Linked DNA regions of Mus musculus: region 2 is linked to region 1. Evidence: chromatin contacts called from public Micro-C data. All regions are on one chromosome and are shown on one strand. The core of a region is the stretch at or near the end of the contact, and the rest is flanking DNA. Distances in the headings are between cores, read along the strand shown.

Region 1 (7,493 bases), core at 2,506-5,005:
TGGGAACTTGTTGGGAGAGAAAGTGCATTCTGGAGAAAGACTTCCTGGCCCCTTCCTGTCTCTCTCCTTCCCAGCCTCTATGAGATGTGCAGTCTTTATCATACACTCCTATCATCATGCTTCCAGCATAAAGCAATAATTGACTGAAGTTGGGGGCCAAAGGACATCTTTCTTCCCCAGAAGAGTGTCACAGTGACAGAAGGTCTAACCTGTACAAGCCTGGCTGCAGGAGCAGGTTACTGGGAGCACGCATGTTCTCAGGAATGTGTCCTGTCCCTGGCCCCCTTCTGTCTTCGTGGGGAGATGGCTTCCTACACTACACACTTCATTGATGCTTCTGTACTGCTATGTAACAGACTGAAACCAAACACAAAATAAGTTCTTCTTCCATGAAACTATTTCTGTCAGGCATCTGTCACAGCAATAAAAGATCAAATTCTCAATCTAGTCAAGTACCTAGTGAAGCCAGTTCACTCTACCAAGTGAAAAGCTCTCAGGTGTTTCCTGTTACTGTGCTAGGCAGATCACCATCTGTACCTGCCCATTACCAAGACAGCCGTCTACCCAGGTTTCAGTGTTTGCAGTCCCACCCCTATCAGAACTAACTTCATCTAGGACTTGCTCTTCCAAGGGTTCCCATTACAGTTCTCTGTTCTTGTCACCATTTGCCTGTAGATTATGTCCACTGATGCTAAGCCTCTATTTAGTTTTCACAGGCAGGCTATTTTCTGTCTTAAGACCTTTGAAATTTTCTTCACTTTTCCCTAATTAAAAATTTTGTATGTGTAGATATTTGCTTGCATGTATGTATCTCTCTGCATCATTGTGTGTCTGGATCCTGCAGAGCCATCAGATCCCTTGAATCTGGTGTTACAGATGGTTATGACCACCACGTGGGTGGTGAGAATTGAACCCATGCCCAGTGCCCTGAAAGCATCCAGTGCTCTTGACTACCCAGCCTTCTTACTAGCCAGCCCATTTCTAAATTTAAACAGCTCCATTTGACCAGCTCTATTTAAAATTGTGCTATTAGAAATGTCTTTTCCACCATCCCATCTAATGAAGGCTCTTCCCTTTCTAGAAACCAAAACATTCTATCTGTACCAATGATCACGAATTTAGAGTACATACATGGTAGTCTTTAAATACCTATCCTCTCTGAGAAGAAGAACGTCTGTCTTATCTACTACTTCTGCCTCACCGTGTGTACTGTTAGTCACTCACATACAGCTTCTCAGGAACTATCAAATGGTTACTGACTCCATACGCTGCTTTATGAAAACTCTTTTATTTCTCTTCTAGAAAATTACAATTGCTAATTATGCTTTATTTGACATGCCTCTAAAGTAACCTGAGACTTACTTAATAAATTAAGGGCTTTTGGGCTAGTTATGGCAGCATACACATGTAATTTAAACACATGGGAGGTTGAGGCAGGAAGATTGTAAATTTGAGGCCAGTCTGGGCTAATTATCAAGGCCAGCCCCAGCTATCTAATGGGATCTTGACTCAAAAATAAAACAAAATATCAACCAGAGAGACACTGAATGCTTCTGTGACAATCTGCCCTCCCCCAAAAAGAAACAGTCCAGACAAGGAAGCTATTAAACAGTCCTTAAAAACTGTGATAAAGATGCTGAAATGCTCCTCACAGTTGAAGGGGTTGGGGGTGGAGGAAGTTCAGTTTTCTTTATGGGACAGGCCACTGGGAGTCTGACAATGTTCCAAAAAGTATAAGGGCAACACAAATGGGCCTTGGTAGTTGATTTATTTATTTTTTGTGGGGAGGCGGGTACACAAGGGTGGGAAGGGGGACCTGGAATGAATGAATGTGTTCAGGGTAAATTGTATAAAATTACCAAATAATTAATAAAAATATTATGTTGGACAAAAACAAAAAACTGACCAGCCAACCAAATAAAAAACCCACACAAATAAACATACACACACACACACACACACACACACACACACACACACACACATATATATAAACAATATCTGGATATATAGAGAAATACTTAATATCTGAAAGAAGCAGAAAGTTGGTCTAATGTGTGTATAATAATATTCTAAACAATAATAACAATAGGAAAAATGGTTAATACTTTGGGGAGGGATGAAGGAGGAGGTATGTTGAGCCCTTCAATAACTTTGTCAATAGTAAAATCTAGTATTTCTTCTCTAAAGAACCAGTCTGCCAGCACAAAATGACTTTAATATCTTAAACAAGCCCAAAACAAGACATCACCTTGCTCTATGGCCTAGCTAGCTATCCCCTAGTTCTCTTCCCTTTCCAGTGAACGCTGATCAATACTTAGCTATACTGAACATTTTCACTCCTTCCTTAAACCTAACTTACCTCAATGGTCGCCCCCCAACAACTCTATGTTCGGACAAAAGCATGCTAAGTTACCAAAGGGGTTATCAGTCATTTAATCAGCACAAGTAAACAACCCAAAGGAGTCTCTCTCCTATTACAGAAAAATGTAATCATTCCCAATTACTGTGATGTTTTAATAAATGCCAAATGAATGACTAGGGATGCAGTTCAGAGCCCAGCTAGCCCAGCTTGGGTTTGATCTCCAGTAGCACAGACCAAAACCAAAACGTTACACAGAGTTTTGATAAAATCTTGTTCATTAGCTGGATGTAGTGGCATATGTATTTAATCCCAGCATTCAGGAGGCAGAGGCAGTTTGAGGCCAGCCTGGTCTACAGAGTGAGGTCCAGCACTGCCAGGGCTACACAGAGAAACCCTGGTTCTCTCCCCCCTCCCCCAGTTTAGTAATGCTGTGAACATAAAGATTTATTTTATTGTTAGTTACGTCTCTGCATGTGTTATGTGGGTCACATGCACACAAGTGCCCATATAAGCCAGGGTTTCAGATCCCCAGTACCGGAATTACAAGTGCCTGTTAGCCATCCAACACGGGGGGTAGAAAACAAGTTGAGTAAGGGCAGTGCATGCTCTTAAAAATGATCACTCCCATCTTACAATAACTACATTTATTCTCATTCTCGCTCAGGAACTGCTAATCAGGATTTGGAATACAGGCCATGCTGGCAGTCATAATCTGTGTACATTAGGGAGATATGCCACAGGGGTGGCTGCTTAGAAAGAGATCCTTGTATTAATCAGAATCTTGTGTACTACAATGTTTTGTGTTCGAAAGAGTGATATTTTACCTGAAGGTTTTCTAGCATCATTTTGTCCAGAGCTTGAATGAAGTCCTCATCTTCTACACAAGGAACATGCTTCAGTCCGCCTCCCTTAATCATCACCTCCTTATCACACAAAGGAAAAAGTCATAACCCATTTCACTGTAATGTTTCATAAGTCAGAGCCTTTCTGTATGCTGATGTGGTTGGCATAACCAGAGGTAAAGGTTAAAATAACTTGCCACCCGGGGGAAACTCAAAGGAGGTTCCCAAGAAAGCAATTTTTTATCATCACAAGCAAAAAAATTCAATGACTTAAAATCAAATACTCAAAACCACCACAGAATTTGAAAATAAAACAAATACGGTCATACATACAGCATTTTCTTCATCAGTCTCGTTCTCCTTGTTGGAATCTGTGAGGTAATCTGTATTCTCCTCTTCCTCCTCCTCTCCCTCCTCCTCCTCCTCAGAACCCTCCTGAAATGAACAGCAACAGACAATTCAAGCCCTCCAGTAGGGAACCTAACATGCCTTACGGAGGTGTGTAGGTGTGTCGTTTACTTACTCCTAGCCTCCTTTCATGGAATCTGTCGGACAAGTCAGAGGGCCAACATTTCCTACATGCCAGGAGCTAAATACTAACCACAGGTCAGACAGCACATAAAGCAGTAACGTAAATCACACGAGGAAGCAGTTTCCTGAACCTTTAGTGTTTCTCACTGTAGTTTTTTTTTTTTTTACTATTCATCTAATTCTACAAAGTTCACATTTAATTCCACCAGTTAAAAACCACGATAGAGCACTATGCAGGGATGTTCTCTTGTCCTTTATTATTGTTCCCATTTTTTACATTAAAAACAAAATAGAAATCCAATTTGCAGCTCAAAAACATTACGGGGTCTATGGAAAGGGGTAACCTCAACTGAGTCACTGTCCCCTTCAGACTGACCTATGGGCATGTGGTCCTAGGTTATGTAACAAAGTAAATGGGCAAGCCAGTAAGCAGTGTTCCTTCACCATCTCTGCTTTAGCTTTTGCACCTAAGTTCCTCAGTTATGTCCTGCAACCTGTATCATCAACCACACCCTCCTCCTTCCCAATCTGCTTTTGATTATGGTGTTTATCACAGAAACAAAAATCAAAGTAGGACAAAGGTTATCTTCAGGAACATAGTAAATTCAAGAGCAGCCTAGGATACATGAGACCCTGTCTCAAAAACAAGCAAGCAGCCAAGCAAGCAAACACACAAAACAAGAAGCTAATCTTAAATTCCCTCCCGAAGAAAATGAATCGTGTGTGTGCATGTTCGTGTGCGTGTGTGTATACATATTTTGGGAGCAGGGGACAGGATCTCTCACTGATTCAGACTGGGTGGCCAGTGATCCTCAGGGATCCTCTCGACCTCTTCACAGATAGATAGTATTACAGGCTTCTCTCCGTGGGTGGTAGAGATAAAATTCAGGTGTTCGAATGCACTTTGCCAAATAAGCCTTTTTCCCAGCACCTCCTCCCCATGAATCAATTAATACACAAAGATGCTTCCTATTAAAACTAGATTAAACTAAGCTAAATGAATTAACAAAACCCCCTCCTTTTATTGCTCAGTTAATAAAGCTATGTGTCAGGAGTGGTTCAATGTAAGTGCTAAACAACACTCACTGTTAGGGTATGACTAAACAGGTCTACATATGCTTGGTATAAATGCATTACTCCCTTGAGTATTTTTTTAAAAGATTTATTATTACACATATGTACACTGAAACTGAAGAGGGCATCAAATCTCATTACAGGTGGTTGTAAGCCACATGTGGTTGCTGGGAATTGAACTCAGGACCTTCGGAAGAGCAGTTAGTGCTCTTATCCACTGAGCCATCTCTCCAGCCCTTTTTTATTTCTTTTTTTTGTTTTGTTTTGTTTTTTCGAGACAGGGTTTCTCTGTATAGCCCTGGCTGTCCTGGAACTCACTTTGTAGACCAGGCTGGCCTCAAACTCAGAAATCCGACTGCCTCTGCCTGGGATTAAAGGCGTGCGCCACCACACCCGGCTGCTTGAGTATTTTTTATATATGAATAGTTGGATACACAGATGAAGAGAGCCAACTGAACAGAATGTGTTCATTTTCACAAATAAAATATTCAACAGGAATACATTTGTCTTGAGCTTCCTATATACTAACATAATAAGGTAAAATTAATACATCATTTGCTGGCTAAGGCAAGCAGGAGAAGCAATGTAACACAACAAACCAACCAACCAAACCAAGCAACCAAACCAAAAAATGGCCACGTTGTATCTGGCTCTGGTACTACTCTGAGAGTGTGGGCAAATTATTTAACCTATTTGTAACTTAAGTTTCTAACTAACATCAACTGTGTCCATAGGAAACATATAGATAAGGTGGCGCATGCCTTTAATCCCAGCACTTGGGAGGCAGAGGCAGGTAGATTTCTGAGTTAGAGGCCAGCCTGGTCTACAGAGTGAGTTCCAGGACAGCCAGGGCTACACAGAGAAACCCTGTCTCAAAAAACCAATAAATAAATAAATAAATTAATTAATTAAAAAATTTTAAAAAAGTTTTAATAGACTACTTAATCTTCAACAGTTATTTGAGTTTCACACTGATACTTAAAGAGAACACACCCTGGTTGGGAATTGCTAAGATATAAAAGTACCAAGATGGGGTTGGAGAGATGGCTCAGTGGTTAGGAGCACTTGCTGTTCTTGCAGAGATCCTAGAACCCACATGGTGGTTACAATGGTCTGTGTAGGTCCAGCTGCACAGGCCCCAGTGTCCTCCTCTTATGGCACTGCACACACATGGTGTGCATTCATAAGTAAGTAAAACACTCATAAACATAAAAACAAATCTTAAAAAACCAAAACAACAACAACCAAACTGAAAGAACAGTGGCTCTGTGGGGACAAGCATTGAAGAGCTGAGCCCAAGGCTATATTGTGTGCTTAATAGATTCTCTACCACTGAGCTAAACTGTATGGTGCCCCACTGTTCCTAATGAGTTGAATTCTTGCCTTTTCTTTCTCCACTGGAGTAGATAGTAGAATATTCCTTCCCATGTTTATTACTCCCTAACTCATCTTTCTTTTTCTTAAATAATTTCTGTTTCTGGATAGCTATGGGAAGGAGTGACCTTGGAGGTGAAGAGAAGCTAAGCGCCTTACTCTTGTCATCTTACTCTTGTCAAAGCCAGCACAGGTTCCCAGAGGGCCACCCAACTCCTAACTGAATGTTCTGTCTGCTTTTCTCCCTAGTAGAGATATGTCCTGTCTGCTTTTCTCCCTAGTAGAGATATGTCCTGTACAGTGTTTCCTTCTTTGTCTTGAGACACAAGTATAAAATAAGCCCTCCCAAATACAAAGGTCAATATTGTAAACAAAGAAATGCATTTAAAAAGAAAAATACCGGGCTGGTGAGATGGCTCATCGGGTAAGAACACTGACTGTTCTTACAAAGGTCCCGAGTTCAAATCCCAGCAACCACATGGTGGCACAAAACCATCCGTAAAGAGATCTGACGCCCTCTTCTGGAGTGTCTGAAGACAGCTACAGTGTACTTACATATAACAAATAAATAAATAAATAAATAAATAAATAAATCTTAAAAAAAAAAAAAGAAAAAGAAAAATACCTCAAACTTTTTACAAGAAAGTTACTTCATATTTACTGAGCATGTTAGATTCGTTAGACTTTGCTCATCTAATTAGTACCACAGAAAACATTGTTAGTCTCAATATTTAAAAGAAATTAGTGTCTCATTTCCTTTTGTTATATAAAGTACTTAGCAAGCCAATTAAATTTATATTTCAGAATTTTTCTACAGCAATTTCATTTTGAAAATGAATCAACATAAAGGCACCTACTATGCTGAAACCAGTTATGGTTCATTTGTTTTTATCTACTTTAAGAGAGATGTAAGGCTCCAAGGAAAAAGTAGCACGTAAATATTTAAAAGTACATTCCTGCTGCCTATAAATACTACAGCCAATTATGGAGGCCACAGAGTATGGACTCTTCTGCTTTCCCAACTATCCATTTCTAACTAAATGACATGGGTAAAGCACATGAGATATCTGTTAGCAGCTAGAAAATCTTCAGGCTTAAAGAAAACATGGTCTTACAGATTTTCATTTTTACATGTAGAAAATCTTAATTACCTTAAATTGCTGGGTCCTTTCTTTTAATTTTATCTTATGACTCTATGAATAATTAATATCCTTTTAAACACCAAACTACATTTTCTAAATATCTAGGTTCCATATATTCAAACCATAACTTTAAAACGTAAGTTCCCCAAACAGTTATTAATTATA
Region 2 (7,693 bases), core at 4,718-7,217, 130 kb before region 1:
AAGTGGCACTATTAGGAGATGTGGCCTTGTTGGAGTAGGTGTAGCTTTATTGGTAAACATGTCACTGTGGAAGAAGACTTTGAGCTCAAGCTCTGCCCAGTGTAAGTCAGTCTCTGCCTTGCTGCCTGTAGATCAAGATGTAGAACTCTCAGCTCCTTCAGCACCATGTCTGCCTGGATGCTGCCATGTTTCCCGCCATGATGATAATGAACTGAACCTCTGAAACTGGAAGCCAACCCCAACTAAATAGTCTTCTTTTTAAGAGTTGCCTTTGTCATGGTGTCTCTTCACAGCAATGAAAATCCTAACTATCACACAAGGTAAACACTTTACTGACTGAATCATCTCCCAAACATAGGAAAGTCTATGTTTTATACATTAATCATATATGATTTTATATGTACATGAAAGAAACATATAAGAATCTAAAAAATTTTTAAAAGCATAAATTCAATAGTTGTCATATTAAACGGGGGTGGGGGGTGGGAGGGGCACCCTCTTGAAAACAGCTGAAACACAAACACTGGGGAAGGGGCTGAGATGTTTGCAAGGACCAACCAGCTCAGAAGCAACAGTTAATAGCAACCCCCAAAATTAAGAACAGAGCAAAGGGAGAAAGAAGCCCTTAGGAAACAATCCTAGCAACATCCCCAGAACTAAAAAACAGTTTCCTCATTAAAAGGGCAATGTCTGCCTAGACATGGATAAACACTGACCTACATCAAGGCTGAAACGTTGAGAAATCTCAGGACGGGAACAGAGAAAGATGCTTGAAGCAGAAGGGGGAGTATACAGATTACAATGTACATTATATTGGTAAATCCTCTTCTGTTGTTTGAGCTCACTGGGATGCTGGCTCTGGAGGGGAGGTTGTTCTCCTACCCCACACCCCAGGCAATTTCAGACTCAGTCTTGTTTGTCTCAAAAAGTCTTCCAAGGCCCTTTGCCTTGGGACGAGTGCCCCACCCCAACTCTGTGACCAGGAAGGAAGAGACCAGCAAAAGAGCTCAAGACTGCATTCTTGAAAAAAGCTAGAAACTATCTCCAACAGAGAAAAGCTCCTGTGTTTATCTCCTGCTATAAAAGTGCCTGCAGGGGAAACCAGAAGCCGGGAGTCTGGCCATGGTGATGACCCTGGGGAAACCCATTCATGGGGATAAACCCATGAACCCAAAACACTCCGGATGACTGCCTCTCCCCCAGGGCCTCTCCTGGGTGTTTGTAAGCCCTGCCCCACCCCACATCCCCACCCCAGTTTGATGGTGTCACTTTTCTGCTGTAGTCTTTTACATGTGAGCCTCATCCACGGGCTCTGCTTGCCTGGGGCTCTACTGGGAACCCCAGCTGATTGCCTCCATAGGGCTTCCTCAGTCAGTTTCTGCTGGATGGTTGTTTTGTTTGTTTGTTATTGTTGTTGTTGTTGTTGTTGTCTTTCTGTGTAACAGCCCTGGCTGTTCTGGAACTCACTCTGTAGACTAGGCTGGCCTTGAAATCACAGAGATCCTTTGCCTCGGCCTACTGAGTGTGGGGATTAAAGGCCTGTGCCATCACCCCCAGCCTTCTGCTACATGTTTTGAGGATCAGATTCATGATGTTTTGCTATCTATCTATATATCACTGCTATTTATTCTTTTACTTTGGTTTACTGTATACTTAATAAATCCAGTCACTTAAGACTGGAAGTGTGGCTGTCATATATCATTCTTCAGACTGTATGGAATGGAGATAAAAACCCTTCACTTCAAATGTTTAAGGATAAAGCTTTAGACTCTACAATGCCAGAATTAAGGAAACAACAGAGCAAATCCCTCCAAAAGTCAAAGAAACATGATTGTCAACTTTTTCCTAAAATGTGACAATAAAACAAGAATTTTTCCCAGGCATACGTGTCATAAAGACAGTGATCTCCTCCATCTATCTTTTTCCAGGAAGAATGGGGGAAATGTCCCTCTCAACAGAGGAAACACAAAAGAAGCAGGGGTACAAAACTAGGTTTTCAATCCACCAGGGAGGAAAAGGGAGACCGGCAGTGATGCTGGGGATGACATAGAAGGTAACTGTCACAGGCAAGCCTCCTGTCCACTAGCGTCAGGGAGCTCAAAGGACAGTTGTCACTGTGTTCTTTGCAAAATAAATGCATAAACCAAGGAAGGAGATACACAAAGCAGACATCAGACAACCCCATAGCCTCTCTCTGTCCAGCCACCTCTCTTCCCATGCCACCTTGGACTCACTCTTGTAGAAACCAACTCAGGGGTTTCCAAATCACATATGCACCACAGAAGAACAAGGGGCTGACAGCCATCTTTGTTTTAAGCCTTGACCTCTAGGGGATGGGGGTGGACTCCTTGGAAAGCTCCATCAGGATGGAGCCCTGGCTGCTTCCACAGTGGGATTCAATAGCTCACCCTTGGTTTATACCTTTCCTCCTCTTGGGAGACTTTATACCCCTGTCCCAGGGAGACAGGAGACTTACAGAATAAATCACCTACCTACATGGAAACCTGGGTCTTAAACTCTGATTTCAGGACAAACATGGGCTAAGATACCAACAGAAGAAGTAACAAGAAGTCCAACAGTTACATGAGAGGGAAGTGCAGATAGTGCTAGAGCGGGAGGCTGGAATATCATCAGCTCAGCAGCAGGAGGAAGCATCTCCCAGAAATCAACTGAACCGCAAAGACATTTGAACTGACCTTGAAGAGAGTTGTCTGGGAGGCTGGAAAAGAGGACCTAGAGGAGACCGTGCTTCTTTACATCGAATCAAATGTAACATCTCTCTATAGGAGAGAGACCAGAGACTCAAATCAGCACTCTCAAAAATGGCCATATCCACAGAACAAAGAAAAAAATAAATAAAAAGAGCCAGCCCATGGGCTGTAGCCTTGGGTGGAAGAGAAGAGGAAGAAGGAGAAAGTGAGCTGAACACTGAAAGAACCTAGTGGGGAAACCCCCACTCAATTCCCGATTCGGTGTGCACCCAAGAATCACGAACAGAATGCCTTGATGGAAAAACATGAGGTAGTTTTAATGGCGGAGCTCTGGGTCAAAACATATCTCACGCAGAAGACAGTGGATTTGACCACGAGGCTTGGAAGCTAGGAGTTTTTATAGAAAAGGGGCTGGGCCTGGGGGAGGAATTGGCGCGGTTTCACATGATTGGTCCATTTAAACATCAGCAGCCTGTTAACATTTAACTTAGGTTAGAAGGGCGGGAGATAGGGAGGCGCCAGGCCAGTTTGGCATGTCATTCTCTTTATCTCTTTATCTTTATGGCCAAGCAGCCTCAGGAATATCTTAATGATGGGCCTGTCCGGGCATGTCCTGGCCTGTTCTGGTATGTTCTCAGCCCCAGGTTTCAAAGCTCGCAAACAACTCTTTGGGCTATTTGACATACATTACATGAATCACAGGTCTCAAGTTTTATTTTCTTTCAACACCAGCATTTGTGGTCTGCTGAGAAGCAAGTGAGGTGCCCCAGGCTCCTGGCCACCATGGGGCAGCTGTAATAAAGTTACCTCTGTGCCTTCCACACTGTAAGCTGGAGAGGTAGGCCACCCAAGCCCAGTGGAACACAGATGTTACTGTCCCACAGCCCTGGTGCTGGACACAGGCAAGTACCTGCCTGTGTTTGATGTCAGTATCATCCTCCCATCCTTCCTAATGGAGGTGCTTACTTTATATCCTAGTATGTTGGAAAATGGAAGTTAAGAGATGTCCCCGAGCATCAGGGAGGACCTTGGCCTTGGTACTGTTAGACTACAGGGATGTTTGAAATTGGGCTAAACCCATTTTGCATTGTGAAGTGTCTAGAAACGTATGAAAGCCAGAAATAAAACGATATGGATTAAATTAAACAATATGGATGCATTTGGATGTGAAGTTGATAGGGGAAGAGTTGAAATAGTTAATCTTGTCAACTTGACTAGATTTACAATCAGTCACCAAGAAGAGTCAGTGTGGCTGGGAAGTCTTTTTTTTTTTTCTTTTTTTTTTTTGTATGTGTGTGTTTTGTTTTGTTTTGTTTTGTTTTGTTTTGTTTTTGAGACAGGGTTTCTCTGTGTGCTGGCCTTGGCTGTCCTGGAACTTGCCTCATAGACCAAGGCTGGCCTCAAACTCACCAGGCCTCCAGAGTGCAGGGATTAAAGGCATGGCTTTACTCCTGGCTCCACGTTGGCTTTTCAATTAGGTCAATCTCCTGAGCCATTTCTCTAGCCCATTTCCTATCATAGTCACATTATCAAAAATATGCATGACAGGTTATATTTGGGAATATGTATGTATCTGCAAATACTTATATGCATGCAATAATAACTGATAAAAAGCCAGTGGCCACGAATTTGAATAAGAAGAGGGAAGGGCATGTGAGAGGGGTCGAGGGAGGGAAGGGGGAGTGCTATAATTAAAATACAATCTCAAAAGTAAACAAAAGACTCATTAAATAACTGGGCGGTGGTGGCACATGCCTTTAATCCCAGCACTTGGAAGGCAGAGGCAGGTGGGTTTCTGAGTTCGAGGCCAGCCTGGTCTACAAAGTGAGTTCCAAGACAGCCAGGGCTACACAGAGAAACCCTGTCTCGAAAAAACAAAATCAAAAACCCAAAAAAGAATTTTTAATGAGGATTCTGGGACTTGAGCATGCTCACATGACAAGCACTTCATGCACGAAGCCCATCAAAATAAAAATTATTTTTAAGACATCCTACAATCTACTTCTGGGTCTGATCATTAAACTTTGGTATTGTTTTGTTCATCAATGCTGCCCTGTCAGAGAAGGGATAGAATATTTAATAGCCATCGAACAACATATAAACCTATAGTCCTACATTAAAAAAGAAACTGGTCATTCAAGTACAGAGGAGGGAGAGAATGAGAAATGAAATGTTAGCAGAAGGCCTAACCAAAATGAAGGGAACAAGGAAAAGCCATTTAAAACCCTGTGGTTTTCTAACCCAAGACGAAACTCAGTCAGATGGTATAGTACAACACTGATCCATAAAAGGAGACAGGAGATACTAAAGGGTAAGGGTGTAAGCAGATATAGATGGATGGGGAACAAAAAGGGTAGTTGTGGGTTAGACAAAACTAAGGATCCGTGAAGAAGCTTTGTGAAAATCAACTAGTTTATAAGCGAACAGAAGTACCCTTGCATGGGTGGACAACACTGCTCCCCAAACACCTGGGTTGTTAAATAAAAATCTCAGTGCCAACCATGGTTACCTCTCTATGAATATTGGTCAGAGAGGCCCCAGGGGCTCCCAAAATAATATAAGCTATTGCCATTGCTCTCAGTTGCCCTCCATAGCTAGATAGTAAGACTCTATTGTTAAAGATGTCACCCACTTTGAATGTAGGCATAAAAAAAATTAATCTCAAACTGGCCAGGACCCCTGCATCTGCTAATGAGCTTACAGAGGGCCTGAAGTGCTCTACAGGATTCTTGGAGGAAAAAAAAAAATCAATGTCTTCCCTGGTACTGGACCCTGCATGCTACAATATGGACCTGCTGGCAAAATATGCCCATTGGTGTAATTGTATAGGGGTATACAGCTGCTTTCTTACTAAATCTGAGTCTTGCTCAACAGTCTTGCCAAGTCCTGCAATCCTAGTCAAAAGCCCAGGGCTGAGGAGATCATAGGCCCGAAGGGGAAACCTGTTGTGGTTTGGCTAAGTAGTCATAGTGTCACACTGACTTCTAAATATCTGCGTTCATATGCACAGATTCCTGCTGCTCTGAACTGTGGCCAGGGGAGCTTCCTTTGCAGTAAGTACTGGTTAATGCAGACACCTATAACTGGTCAAAAGGTCAAGTGTCTAGCCCTGGACAGGTTATCAGTATCACCCTCTCACCAGCCAAGGCTCGGGAAACTTCCAAGGAGATGGGGAGATAAGTAGGTAAGAGCCTGTGGGTGGAGAGGAGAGAGCTGTGAGCCCTGACTCCTGTTACAACATGCCTGTTGCATGCATCAGCTCAAGGAACCGTGGTTACATAGAACTCTTGGCAGGTGACAGCTAATGAGAGGAAGTCACTGTCCTCTGGGTGCATCCTCTGGGTGCATGGTCACTGGCAGATTGCTTATGTCCCCAGGGGATGACCCCATACCCATATGCAGATGGGTAGCAGTAATTGGACTCCTAAAATAAACAACAAGAAGACATGAAGCCAAAGGGGGGGGTCAGATAGATTTATACACTATATAAATGTGTGAAAATCTCAAAGAATAAGATTATTATCTAAAATATTAATTGGCTGTATAAACCAATACTCTCCTCACCCTTGGAGGCAATTACATGTTCAAAGGCATGTTCAACCGGGCTCCTCTACTCTGAATGGAGCAGTTACAGAATCTTCCAGCAGAGGGCGATGGTTGTTTACCTCTGGGTTGAATCCTTAAGCAGAACTTGCTTCAGGTTACTTGATGGGAAAATTGGCATTTGTTGTTGTTTGGGCTTTGGTAGTACTGGGGACTGAACCTAATACCTTATATAAAGTGGGCAAGCACCCTACCCCTGAGCTCTATGCCCACTCGCTTTTTAGTCATGAGAATAAAAACAACCAGCTGAGCATGTTGTACAGTCAAGTCCTTGAGACAGCCGCCACCGTGGTGAAGGAGAACGCTCATAAACAATTGTCTGTTGAGTTTGGTTTTAGGGACAGAACCAATGCCTCTGTAGCCTGCTGTCAATAAATGGCCATGGTTTTCACCCTGGAGTGAGCGCTGCAGGAGGATTCCAGAGCAGGGCTTCTAACTCTCGGCAACGTGGACCTTTGGGGCAGACGGTCCTTGGTTGAAGGAACAGACATGTGCACCATGGTCTGCAGAGCAGTATTTCTGACCGTACTCACTCATGCCAGTCACAAAGGTGTCTTCCCAATTCCCACAGTGCTCTAACAAGTCATGTGGCTTCACTCTGAGTACTGCCACTGAGTATAAGTACATACACACTCACTCACACACGCACACCACACACACACAACGAGAAAGCAATTCTCCACAATAGAGAAAAAGAAGAAGAAAGCTTGCTGGTTCCAAGATTCCCCTTTACAAAACAACTCCAATAACATTTTCTATTTTTTGCACACAGCACAGTGTACCTCATGCTTCTCTTTTGCTATTTGTATGATGCCTACAAGTATACCATATATGTGTATCACACTAATCATGCTGAGAATATCCTGTACTTACACCTGTCTCATTGCATGTATGTCCCATATATGTAAGTGGAAAGGGACAACGACCCTGTTATTGGAGGGCTGATCAGAGAGTATTAGCTTTAAGGAAGATCAAAGTTTCCTTCCCAAGCCAAGAGCCAGAGTAGTGTCACGATGGTGAAGAAGCTGTAGATGCGATTCAGAGGTGACAAGGTCCTAGAAGGAAAGAGTTTAGACTGTAACTTGTTCTAACCTGCTCTTCGCTTGATCTTAGCCAAAAGGCAGAGAAGCAATTAACCTGTTCTTTATGTGTGTGTGGGGTATGTGTATGTGTGAGTGAGTGTGTCTGTGTGTGTGTGAGAGAGAGAGAGAGAGAGAGAGAGCAGCCATCTATTGTAATGACCCCTCAAACTACAGCCATCCTTTCTCAAGAGAAGGTATACCATTTGTCCAGGGACTCTACCCAGAGGTAGTAAGGTCTGAACACCCACACAGCCCCATCGATATGTACCAGGAAAAGTCATGGAGATCAGAGTCCTA

What was found. A called contact is a pair of places that touch in the nucleus more often than the background predicts.
Region 2: a contact with region 1 is called in a Micro-C map of trophoblast stem cells, with 7 times the contacts expected there. The contact joins two enhancer-like sites. A contact is called at or near these places in 1 of 39 promoter capture datasets (Sertoli cells), 43 of 484 Hi-C or Micro-C datasets (B cells, CD4 T cells, the HL-1 cell line and 15 more), 3 of 115 datasets of contacts at active chromatin or transcription factors (embryonic stem cells, extraembryonic endoderm stem cells and trophoblast stem cells) and 2 of 9 other capture datasets (adipose tissue and pancreatic islet).

What each region holds. Positions count from the first base shown.
Region 1 is chr2:6,036,258-6,043,750 of GRCm38.p6, reverse strand. It overlaps Upf2 (UPF2 regulator of nonsense transcripts homolog (yeast)), which reads right to left. Exons shown (of 22, transcript NM_001081132.1): 17 at 3,541-3,642; 18 at 3,190-3,288. Among named protein-coding and RNA genes, the nearest start is that of Gm30136, 40 kb to the left of the region's middle. Within about 2 kb of position 3,755, at least 2 of the 459 cell types and tissues checked have an H3K27ac peak or open chromatin away from gene starts, as enhancers often do. A contact at or near this core is called in trophoblast stem cells, where this site is marked.
Region 2 is chr2:6,166,700-6,174,392 of GRCm38.p6, reverse strand. No RefSeq gene overlaps it. Among named protein-coding and RNA genes, the nearest start is that of A230108P19Rik, 23 kb to the left of the region's middle. Within about 2 kb of position 5,967, at least 23 of the 459 cell types and tissues checked have an H3K27ac peak or open chromatin away from gene starts, as enhancers often do. A contact at or near this core is called in trophoblast stem cells, where this site is marked.